Linked DNA regions of Sus scrofa: region 1 is linked to region 2. Evidence: chromatin contacts called from public targeted proximity ligation data. All regions are on one chromosome and are shown on one strand. The core of a region is the stretch at or near the end of the contact, and the rest is flanking DNA. Distances in the headings are between cores, read along the strand shown. Region 1 overlaps VPS45 (vacuolar protein sorting 45 homolog). Region 2 has its middle 24 kb from the start of PLEKHO1.

Region 1 (6,359 bases), core at 2,888-5,387, 75 kb before region 2:
AATCTGAATGAGAGCCTTTCTGGGTAAAGTAATCTTGGTTGGAGGTTTTTTCCTTTCATCATGTGAAGTATATCATGCCACTCCCTTCTGGCCTGCAGAGTTTCTGCTGAAAAATCTGCTGATAACCTTATTGGGGTTCCCTTGTACGTTATTTGTTTTTTTTTCTCTAGCTGCTTTCAAGATTTTCTCTTTGTCTTTAATTTTGGTTAGTTTGATTAATATGTCTCAGTGTATTCCTCCTTGGGTTTATTTTATATGATACTCGTTGTGCTTCCTGGATTTGAGTGGGTGGTTCCTTTCCCATGTTAGGGAAGTTTTTGGCTATTATCTCTTGGAATATTTTTTCTGTCCGCTTCTCTCTCTCTTCTCCTTCTGGCACCCCTATAATACGGATGTTGCATTTCACATTGTCCCAGAGTTCTCTGAGACTCTTCATTTGTTTTCAATCTTTTTTCTCTTTTCTGTTCTGCATCCGTAATTTCCACTAATCTGTCCTCCACCTTGCTTATTCATTCTTCTACCTCCTGTATTCTGCTTTTAGCTGCCTCTGGTGAATTTTTTATTTCAGTTATTGTATTTTGCATCTCTTCTTGTTGAAGTTTTATATCTTGTATCTCTTTGGTCAGTGTTTCCTGGAAGTTATCCATCTTTGCCTCCAGTTTCTTTCCAATGTCTTGCATCTTCTTCAGCATCAACAGTCTAAAGTCTTTTTCCTGGAGGCTGAGAATCTCCTCCTCGCTTAGCTGATTTTCTGGGGTTTTTCCTTTCTCCCTCATCTGAGTTATAGTTCTCTGTCTTTTCATTTTTATAGGTTTTTGGTGTGGTGACCTTTTTACAGATAATAGAGTTGTAGCCTCTCTTACTTCTGGTGTCTACCCCCCTTGTGGCTGAAGTCTGTATGGGGGCTTGCTGTAGGCTTTCTGTTGGGAGGGGCTGATGCCTGCCCACTGGTATGTGGAGCTGATTCTAATCCCTCTGGTGGGTGGGGCTTAGTCTCTGGATGGGATTAGAGGCAGCTGTGTGCCTGAGGGGTCTTTAGGTAGCCTGTTTACTGAGGGGCGCTGTGATCCCACCTGGATTGTTGTTTGCCCTGGGGCTTCCCAGCACTGACTGATGGGTGGGGCCAGATTTTCCCAAAATGGCCACCTCCAGAGAAAGGCAGCTGCTGAATATTCCCTAGAGCTTTGCCTTCAATGTCCCGCCCTCACAACAAGCCACGTTTGCCCCTGTTTTCCCAGGATGTCCTCCAAGAACTGCAGTCAGGTTTGACCCAGATTCCTATGGAGACCTCGCTCTGCCCTGGGATCCAGTGCACGTGAAAGTCCATGTGCACCTTTTAAGAATGGGGTCTCCGTTTCCCCCAGTCCTGTGGAGCTCTTGCGCACAAGCCCCACTGGCATTCAATGCCAGATGCTCCAGGGGCTCTTTCTCCCAGTGCCAGATCCCCGCACATGAGAGTTTGATGTGGGGCTCAGAACTCTCACTCCTGTAGGTGAGTCTATCTCTCTGAACCAGTTAGTTTGCAGTCTGTGGAGCTTCCCACCTGGGAGGTATGGGGTTGTTTATACCAGGAAATTGCCCCTCCTACCTCTTGATGTGGCCTCCTCTTTTTCTTCTGGAGTAGGGTATCTTTTTTAAGGTTTCCGGTCCATTTGGGTGGGGATTGCTCAGCTTTTAGTTGTGAATTTTGTTGTTTTTAGGAGAGAAGTTGAGCTCCAGTCCTTCTATTCCCCGTCTTAATCCTCTCTCCTGGCCAACTGATTTTAAACAACACTACTAACAGCTTAAAGTTGGCTTGTGGGCCTAACATAGTATTCCTTTGAAAACTTTTTATTTTTCTCAATAAAATTAATTTTCTTCTCTTTAAATAAAAACAGAATTGTATCCTGTGACTCAATTTAAATTTCCTTTTGTTTCTTTATCATTTTATTTTTCCCTTTGAAACAATAGAACCAAACAATCACTAGCCAATTTTAGTATCTTTATTTGTATCTCTCTACCATCTGGAAAGCAGTTAGAAAAGGTTACTGTAATTCCTTGCCTGAAGTCTTATTTTTTTGTTTACTTTTAAAGAAAAATAGATACTTTAAAATATGAATCCCATTTGTGATCCACTTTTATATTTTTAAAAATTATCTTTTGAAAGTTTTCTTGCTTGTGATGTCAGGGTGGTTACAATGAACAGTTGATTTGGACTCTCCCACCATAAAGGGTTTCTTTGGCAACATGATTTAAATAGTCTATAAAGAGAACTTTTGTTTAATAATGAGTAGATGCCAGGGGCCTGACCCCTAGATGGGTTATAGCATTCCTTGGCTTGACCTTAGATGATAATACGTCATGAAGCAATGAATTGGTTTTTGAGTAAAGATGAGGTTTCCTTTACTGAATATTAACTGTATCATGGTGAGAGAAAAAAAGCTCACATATTGCTAAAAAGAAACCAATAAATTGCTGCCACTTCCAACCAGTTATTCTACAGGCTAACAAAAATTTGACTTAGAAGGATTTCACTAAACCCAAACTGTAGTGAAACTGTCATTGAAATATGTGCATAGCGCTGGAAAAAAACTCTTTTGATTAGTAAGATATTTTTCCTGTGCCATAAAGAGAAAAATCTTTAGAAAGTAAACAGTTTCTCCCCCTTTTATTGTCATATCATAGCTCTTCATTTGAAAGGAAGATATAGTCTATTTTATATCTCTCTTTCCTGACCTTGGGTAAAAGATCTCAAATCATCCCACTAATAACACATAGTAAGGACAATAAATACTTGTTAGAAAAATGAAGATAAAGAGGTCTGTTTGAAGCAGTATAAGACAGTGGCTAAGAGCTTGAATCTTGGCTGGCTTGGCTTTGAAAAGGATTCTTAACTACTCCAAGTCTTACTTAGTCTTTTGTCTGAAAAAATGGGGGGAAATATCAGTACTTGCCACAAAGATATTTGTGACGGTGCAATGAGCTTATACATGTAAAGCACTTAATATGGTAAATGGTACTTGTTAATATTTAACTATCATTATTTTTTCATTTTTTAAAGTTTTATTGAAGTATAGTTCATTTACAATGTTGTGATAATTTCTGATGTGCACAATGTGATTCAGTTATATGTATACATATATCTGTTCTTTTTCAGGTTCTTTCCCCATACAGGTTATCATAGAATATTGAGTAAAATTCTCTGCACTATACATCAGGTCCCTGTTGACCATCCATCCATTCTGATACAATAGTGTGCATATGTGCCAGTCCCAGACCCCCAATCCATCCCTTTCTCCCACCTTTCCTCTTTGGTAACCTTAAGTTTGTTTTTGAAGTCTGTAAGCCTTTTTCTGTTTTGTAAGTAAGTTCATTTGTATCATTTTTTTTAGTTTCCACATATAAGTGACATCATGTAATATTTTTCTTTCTCTGTCTGACTTCATTTAATATGATAATCTCTAGGTCCATTCATGTTGCTGAAAATGGCATTATTTCATGCTTTTTTATGGTTGAGTTATATTCCATTGTATATTTGTACCACATCTTTTTTTTTTTTTTTTTTTTTGTACCACATCTTCTTTATCCATTAATATTTTAGGCTGCTTCCATGTCTTGGTTATTGTAAATCATTCTGCAGTGAACACTGAGGTTCATGTCTCTTTTCAGCCTTTGGTTTTCTCCAGATATATGCCCAGGAATGGGATTGCTGGGTTTTTTTTTGAAGAAACTCCATCCTGTTTTCCATAGTAGTTGTACCAATTTACATTCCCACCAATAGTGTAGGAGGGTTGACTCTTTTTAATATTATTATTTGATAGTACATTCCTTCTCTCTCTCTCTCTCTCTCTCTCTCTCTCTTTTTTTTTTTTTTTTTTTTTTTGCCACACCTGAGGCATGTGGAAGTTCCCAGGCCAGGGTTTAACCTGCTATGCCACCAGGGAACTCCTAGGACTTTTTTTTTTTTTGCTTTTTAGGGCTGCACCCCGCGGCACGTGGAGGTGCCCAGGCTCAGAGTCGAATCAGAGCTACAGCCACAGCAACTCAGGAACTGAGCCGAGTCTGCAAACTACACCACAGCTCACAGCAACGCCAGATCCAGACACTTAACCCACTGAGTGAGGCCAGGGATCAAACCTGCAGCCTCATGGTTCCTAGTCAGATTTGTTTCCATTGCGCCACAATGGGAACTCCCACAGACAGTAATTCTTAAAGCTACAAAACCAGCTACTTCTTACAGGAAACATTTCTGTAGGATTTTCATCTTTTTTTCTTAACATGTTGGTAAAATTTCCTCTTTAAAGAGGAAATTTGCCCCCAATCTCTTCTAAATATTAACTTGCTAGAAAAATTACATATCAACCAATATGCCTTCTATATTGTTCCCATATTTACAAATCTCATAGAGCTAAAATGTGTTAAGGAAACATACTTTATAGCAGAAAGGGCGTACTTGTTTTATCCTTCTTTGCCCCAATGGCTATGAAGGCACTGGGGACAGGAACTCTCTAAATCATCTCTCTAACTTCCCCAGTGCCTGGCATAGTGCCCTCTGCTTAGAGAGTGATCAAAAAGTATTTGCTAGCTCTAATTAATTTGTTCTGCTGCATAATAAATATATATCTATGCTATAGGGAAGTCCCTTAATGTGAGGATTGACAAAACCTAAACATGATGTTGTCTAGCTTTGCCATCAGTACCTGCCCTCCTAAAATCATAAATATTCAATTTAGAGATTATATTATTCATATCTCTGTAAGCCATGTGGAAACGTTGTTACATAGATGCTTCTTAGAGATTAAGCCCAATCTTCCTATGTCAAATTTTACCAACTTGCCTCCATTTCACTGGTCAATCACTAACACTGAAAGAAGGCAGTAGTTTTACAAGTCAGCTGGTAGTTCTCTTGTGTCCTATATTGATTGAAGTGGTGGAAATAGTATGTGTTCCTTATTTCAGCAAGGAAATTGCAGCCTTTCCTCCATGAGACCCTGGACCATCTCAATCAAAGGAAAGAAAAGAGTAAATATCCATGGTTAAATTCATTTTTGTCCTAAAGCAATTACAGTGAGAATTTATTTTCTTTTTTTATCATTTATTTATGTATATTTTTTCTACTCTACAGCATGGTGACCCAGTTACACATGCATGTATACATTCTTTTTTCTCCCATTAAGTGTTCCATCACAAGTGACTAGACAGAGTTCCCAGTGCTACACAGCAGGATCCTATTGCTAATCCATCCTGAAGGCAACATTCTGCATCTATTTACCCCAAGCTCCCAGTCCCTCCCATTCCCTCTCCTCCCCCCTTGGCAACCACAAGTCTATTCTCCACGTTCATGATTTTCTTTTCTGTGGAAAGTTTCCTTTGTGCCATATATTAGATTCCAGATATAAGTGATATTGTATGGTATTAGTCTTTCTGTTTCTGACTTACTTCACTCAGGATGAGAGTCTCTAGTTCCATCCATGTTGCTGCAAATGGCATTAGTTCATTCTTTTTTATGGCTGAGTAGTATTCCATTGTGTATGTATACCACATCTTCCTAATCCAATCATCTATCAGTGGACATTTGGGTTGATTCCATATCTTGGCTATTGTGAATAGTGCTGCAATGAACATGAGGGTGCATGTGTCTTTTTTAAGTAGAGTTTTGTCCGGATAGATGCCCAAGAGTGGGATTGCTGGGTCTTATGGTAGTTCTATGTATAGATTTCTAAGATACCTCCATACTGTTCTCCATAGTGGTTGTACCAACTTACATTCCCACCACCAGTGCAGGAGGGTTCCCTTTTCTCCACACCCCTTCCAGCATTTGTTATTTGTGGACTTATTAATGATGGCCATTCTGACTGTTGTGAGGTGGTATCTCATGGTAATTTTGATTTGCATTTCTCTAATAATCAGTGATGTTGAGCATTGTTTCAACTGCTTGTTGGCCATCTGTATATCTTCTTTGGAGAAATGTCTATTCAGGTCCTTTGCCCATTTTTCCACTGGGTTGTTAGCTTTTTTGCTGTTGAGTTGTATAAGTTGTTTGTATATTTTAGAGATTAAGCCCTTGTCAGTGGCATCATTTGAAACTATTTTCTCCCATTCTGTAAGTTGTCTTTGTTTTCTTTTTGGTTTCCTTTGCTGTGCAAAAGCTTGTCAGTTTGATTAGGTCCCTTCTTATCTTAAGCAAGAGGCATTTAATTTTTGTTATTGAAACAGTTGCTAAACCTATGACCTGTACATTGCCATAGTAGTAATCTTAGTCATATGTATCTTAGGTGTATCACTGCCATTCAGTAATGGTTATAGCCAAGATATTACACATCAACCACGTGAAGAGAGGATAAATATCAGTTCTGTTTTTCTTCAGAATGTAAAGAGGC
Region 2 (6,447 bases), core at 2,060-4,559:
CATCACACTGATCCACTGCATCAGTGACATTATGTTGATTGGAGTAAATGAGTAAAAGGTGGCTACGACCTGGAACTCTTGGTAAGACAAGTGATCAAGAGGGTGGGATATAAACTCTATGAAGATTCAGGGACCTCTCCTTTCGGTAAAGTCATTTGAGGTCCAGTGGCAGTAGTGTGCTAGGACATCTGTTTAGACAAAAGATAAACTGCTGCATCTTACATCCACAAAAAAGGAAACAATCCCTGGTAGGCCTCTTTGTTCTGGTAACAATATGTCAATCTTGAAGAATATTGCTCCAGCCCATATATTGGGGCACATAACAAAGTGTCAGCTTTTTTTTTTTTTTTTTTTTTTAGAAGAGCTTACTCTTTTATTTATCCTAAACTTGACTCTTGTCTAACTTTAGAAAGGAATTATTCTCTCATTGATCCAGCTATATTTTTGGAGTACCTACTATGTACTCCAAGCAATTTTAGAAGCTTGGAACACATAAGGACACAAAAGAAACAGCTCCAAGCCTTCCTGGAGTTTGTAGTCTAACAAGTAGAAGTATTTCCATGACCACCTCCTTGGCCCAAACCACCATCTCTCACCTGGACAAAAAGGAACTCCTACTATCCTCTCTGCTTCCACTCTGACTCCCTTTCCATCCAGGTTCCACACAGCAGCCAGAATGACATTTTTTTAAAATGTAAGTTAGGGAGTTCCCGTTGTGGTGCAGAGGAAACAAATCTGATTATCAACCATGAGAGTTTGGGTTCCATCCCTGGCCTCAATCAGTGGGTTAAGGACCAGGTGTAGGTCACAGACTCAGCTCAGATCCTAAGTTGCTATGGCTGTGGTGTAGGCCAGCAGCTGTAGCTCCAATTAGACCCCTAGCTTGGGAACCTCCGTATGTCACAACTGCAGCCCTAAAAGGCCACAAATTTAAAAATAAAAATAAAATGTAAGTTACATCATGCACGTTGCTCCCCAAGGCTGCAGCTTTGACGGGGCCTGAGGCAGGGATATTGAGTCTGATCAGCAAAAGGAAGTGGAACTGCTATGATGCTGGGCAAGACTATGCATGGAACTCGGGTATCCACTGGGCACTTCTTGGCACTCTGTGGCCTAAATGTGACATGAATGGCAAGCCCAGCCCAGCCCAGCCCAGCCAGTGAAGGGGGAGGGTATCAGGGCTCAGACCTCCTCAAGAAAAAGAGAGTGAGTTATACAACCAGGTGAGCCAACAGGACCAGCAGAGATGATAGTGGACTCATCGCCCGCAGAGAGGAAGAGCGGAATTTAGAGTAGATAACCGAGCAAGGAGACGACAAGTTACGGGTTGTAGCCCCAAGACCAACCGCAGCAACAGCCTGTGGTTATCCCACGAACCTCCCTTCTTGATGTCCCTTTATGAAAAGAACTCACTGGAACCCTGGTGAGCTACCCCAGCTTCTCCTCTCCCACCCCCAGTAGTGGATTTTTAAAGCAATTCATGTCACTTGCCTACGTAAACCACCCAAGCTTCACATCACTCTCAACATAAAAATCCCACCTCTTCTCCTTTATTATCTGACCCAGGCCCGACCCCCACATTACACCGTCTCAGTGCAGCCACATAGACCTCCTTTCTATTCTTCAAACACACTAACCTCTTTCCCATCTCAAGACATTTGCCCTGGAGTTCCCGTCGTGGCTCAGTGGTTAATGAATCAACTAGCATCCATGAGGACATGGGTTCGATCCCTGGCCTCGATCAGTGGGTTAAGGATCCGGCGTTGCCATAAGCTGTGGTGTAGGTCGCAGAAGTGGCTCGCATCCTGTGTTGCTGTGGCTGTGGTGTAGGCTGGCGGCTACAGCTCCAATTAGACCCCTAGCCTGGGAACCTCCATGTGCTGAGGGTGAGGCCCTAAAAACACACACACACACCAAAAAAAAAAAAAAGACCACCTTTGCCCTTCCTAGTCCTCCTGCCTGAAAAACATTCTAGTTCTCTTCCTTACAATCTTTTTTCAAATGTCAGCTCCTCTGAGAGCTCTTTATTGGCCACTCTGCCTCAAGAAGCAGCCCTTCTGATGGAACTGCTCCCTATCTTGTCCCTCCATTCGCTTCTCCCACAACAGTTCATGCAGTCTCATTATTTACTTCATGTTATTATCTCTCTCCCTGAGTATAATATTAGCCCCACAAGGGCATAGCCTTGATTTCTTCACTGTTATCTGCCCAGAGCTCTGCACACAACATAAACACAAAAATTGTTTGTGTAATAAATGAATAAAATGGTGCTGAACCCACCCACACCTCTGCCGTATTCATCCTCACCATTTAGTTCCACTGAAATAATATTAATATAGTTTGATGGCCTACGATAGTTTTTAAATAGCACATTCTTATTTGCTGTTAATATCTTTTGTACGCATTATTTATTTATTTTGATCTTAAAGAATTAACCCTGTGAGGAAAATAGGGCAGAGATGACCCCTCAATTAAGGATTAAAAACAAAAAAGCTGAAGCTGAGAGAACTAACCTGAGCTAGAAAGTGCCAAAATCTAAATCTAAAATCAGGTTTTGGGAAATGCAGTGATGTCTGACACCAACTTCCAATGTTAGGCCAGCGTTAGGCCAAACTTCACAGGTTATAGGCCTAGTCCTCCACAAAGCTGCCCTCACTTGAGAAACCAGTCACAAGTTCAGGAATCCTACTACTCCCTCAAGTTTGAGACTTTGCTAGAAATACTTACAGAACTCAGGAGAACACTATACTTACAATTAAAGTTTTATTACCACAAAAGGATATAAATCAGAACCAACCAAAAGAAGAGACAGATGGGGTGAAATATGGGAGAGGCCCAAACATGAAGCTTCTGGTCATCTCCTGTGGCGTCCTGGATGGCATTACCTCCTCCTGGCTACAATGTATGCCAGCACTCAAGAGTGTTGCCAAGCAGAGATGCTTACCTGGGTCTCTGGCGTCCAGAGTTTATACTGAGGCTCAGTCACACACTGCCCACATGGCACACAGGCCCTCTGGAGGTCACATCTGACACGGCATGTCCCAAAGCTCCCACCACAAAATTGCCAGACTAGCCAGTGCCCAAACGCCCTAGGCCGACAAAAACTCTCCTATCAGGTAGGACATTTTAGGGGGTCCAGGGATTGCCTCCCAGTAGCTAAAAGCAAAGACCAGACCTCTCTTTGGATAAAGTTAATTCTTCAATATGTAGGGGAGTCTTAGACTTCCTTTTTAAAAAAAAGAATTCTAAGTCTAGTGCTCTAAACACACTGTTCTGTTTCATCTTGAATCTCTAAGTCTGACTTATGCTTCCTCTTTTAGAGTCTGCTTCAGGTCACATGTTGCCCTGGAAAACCAAGAGGGACAAGCAGACTAACAACCAATTATGGCCCCGAGGAAGCAAGAGGACAAGAAGTAAGCAAAGTCTTTATTATCAAACAAGAAATATGCTGTTTACAAAGGAAATTATTACAAATTCTCTCCCTCTCTTTTTTTTACATGATGTTGTTGAAATAAGATCTAGCTAATGTATCTGTTAATAAGAAAAAGCCCAAAATAATGCTGGGCAATGACATCAAAGTAACATAATACTGTAATCTAGTTGACATTCTTTGATGATATACTACTACACTGCAGCCTGTAATTTCCTACAGATTAACATGCCAAGAAAATGCCAATTACTTATTGGAATGTAAAATTCAGATGGTTTTTACTAATGTCGGGGGGTGGGGGGCACTTACACACATGGGTATGTGTGGCTTCTCTCTCCCACTCTTCACAAAACTCAATTGTGACCATTAACTTTTGAGGAAAATTGTCATCATGCTGTCATTAAAAACCACTTATTGTCTCCAAACTGCAAATTATATTTTGTCTTTGATTGTAACCATTTGTTTATTTAACTTTCCCTCAACTAGATAGGGAGCAGTTTACAAAGGTACTCAATAAATGTTTTTTAATGAAAGTCTACACAAGGTTATCTAGTTTGAATTTTTAAAAAAGAAAATTACACAGCCCAATAAAAGTAATAACAATAATGAAAGTATAAAAAGGCATTGAAGTTGCTGACCGGAAAGCCAAGTTCCCGTTCTGGCTCTGCTTCTTATTTCTAGTTTGACCTAGGGCAGGTCTCAATTCCTAAGTCTATTTCCTCATCTGCAAAATGGAATTACTTAAAAATTTGCTGTACTCACCTCATAGCGTTATTGTCAAAATCAAATGAGTCCGTGGATTTTAAAGAATTTTGCGAACTGTAGGAGTTCCCACTGTGGCTTAGAGGGTTATGAACCCAACTAGCATCCATGAGGATGCGGGTTCGATCCCTGGCCTTGCTCATTGGTTTAAGGATCCGGCATTGCCGAGAGCTGTGATGTAGGTCTCAGACACAGCTCAGATCTGACGCTGCTGTGCTGTGGCGTAGGCCAGCAATAGTAACTCCGATTCAACTGCTAGCCTGAGAACTTCCATATGCCGAAGGTATGGCCCTGAAAAGGGGGGGGGAGTATTTTGCAAACTGTAAAATATCTTACTAATACTACTTTTTTTTTTCAATGAGAAATTATTTTTTAAAGTGACATGTGTTTTACTGGGATGTAAAATATGATTGGGGAAACAGACTCAAGAATTCCAAGCCCTAGATAGATGGAGAGTAGGGAAGCTACCTCTCACCTCATCAGTCCTGTAGTAGTCCAGAGGGCCCTCTTCCTGCTCTCTATTTATTATCTATGTGTCTTCTCTCAGTTTCTTTATATCAATCTCTCTAAGCCTCAGTTACACCATCTGTTACATGGGAATAAAACATGCCCCACTTACCCCAGATGGTTTGCTGGGAATTTCAAATTAAATCATTGTTGCTAAGGTCTCTTTGCCAGCCATAAAGTGCTATACAAATGTAAAGAAATCTAGAAGTATTTTCCTAAAGGTGATGAACCTTCTGGAATAATTTCAATTAAGCACAGAGCCTGAGGGTATGGGATGCTTACACTGGCAGGCACATCCCAGGAAAGAATGGAATGTGCTTCACTGTCTTGGGTTGGATTACATATTGCTTTGCAAACTCCATCCTGGCAAGGCCTTGCAAAAAAAAATAAAATGAAGCATTGGCCCTTTCACACCCGCTGGCTTATTAAATCTTCCCAACACCGCGCCAACCAGGAGTTATTATGCCCACTTTACTGATGGGAGAACTGAAGCTTGGAGAGGCTGAGACTTTCCCAAGATCATGCAACTGGGAAATGGCTGCGTCTGAAACTAACTCTTCCAACATCAAGAGGAGGAGAACAAAGTGTGCTTAAATAAAAAGAGGGAACTAGGAACTAGTGAGAGGTGGCTTTACAAAATGGCCCGATTCGCATTCCTCCCTAACACAACTTTCTATTCAAGCCATCAAACCTATTTTCTCTTTCACAAATACTTTATGTTTCTCACTATGGCTAGGAGGCCCAGAGAAACAACTGTGACAACAGGTAGACTTAGGATACATTAGGATGACAGCCATGGATGGGCAAGAGGGTGTTTCTACTGGAGAAGAGTATGGTTAGTGTTCACACCTGTGACAGCCTCCTCCCCTAAAAGATCTTTAAACAGTGAAGAAGTGACTAAGCCATTTTCAATTCATCCTTGTTAGAAATTCTTAAGTCACAGAGACTCAAAAGTCTCCATAAACACAACTCTCCCACCTCCATCCTTATATCTACGTTCACGCTAAGGCTTAGACAAGTCAAGAGTAGTTCCTCAGTCACAAAAATGCCAGGGGTCCATGTTTATGTATGACCCTTTTTTTACCATCTAGAATTATTTCTTCATTAATTCATGTCTCTTCTCCTATGTGAAATCTAATTCAAACACCAAAAATTAGAGACAGCCCCAATGCTCATCAGTTTGGACACCAATTTAAACACATTATAACACATTCATTCAATGGACTATTAAACAATCATTAAAAAAAAAAAAAAAATGAAGCTGGAAGTTCCCATGTGGTGCAGTGGGTTAAGGATCCAGCATTGCCATAGCTATGGCACAGGTTGCAACTGCAGCACAGGTTAGATCTCTGGCCCAGGAACTTCCACATGGCAAAAGAAAAAAAAAAAAAAAAAAAAGAATCAAGCAGATATGGCGAAACTGCCACAATGTAAAGTTAAGTGAATCAGTAAAGGGAGGAGCAGGGTTTATGGCATGCTCCCATTTTTATAAAAAGAACAATATTAAATATTTTAATAAAAAGAATTATTTTTTTTAGGTAAAAATATTAAAGGAGTTCTCTGGTGGCCTAGCAGTTAAGGATCCGGCATTGTCACTGCTATGGCATGGGTTCTGGCCCTGGAAATATTTTATGCCTCGGGTGCAGCCAAAAAAAAAAAATGTGTGTGTGTATATATATTTAATTTAAACTTACAGTGGTACCAAAAAACATCTAAAAGAATACTCAAGAACTGTTGGAGTTCCCGTC

What was found.
Region 1: a targeted proximity ligation map of alveolar macrophages shows a contact between it and region 2. A contact is called at or near these places in 3 of 47 Hi-C or Micro-C datasets (adipocytes, psoas muscle and retroperitoneal adipose tissue) and 1 of 2 datasets of targeted methods (alveolar macrophages).

The regions. Positions count from the first base shown.
Region 1 is chr4:98,983,544-98,989,902 of Sscrofa11.1, reverse strand. It overlaps VPS45 (vacuolar protein sorting 45 homolog), which reads left to right. Exons shown (of 15, transcript NM_001244994.1): 11 at 6,347-6,359. Among named protein-coding and RNA genes, the nearest start is that of VPS45, 24 kb to the left of the region's middle.
Region 2 is chr4:98,907,338-98,913,784 of Sscrofa11.1, reverse strand. No RefSeq gene overlaps it. Among named protein-coding and RNA genes, the nearest start is that of PLEKHO1, 24 kb to the left of the region's middle.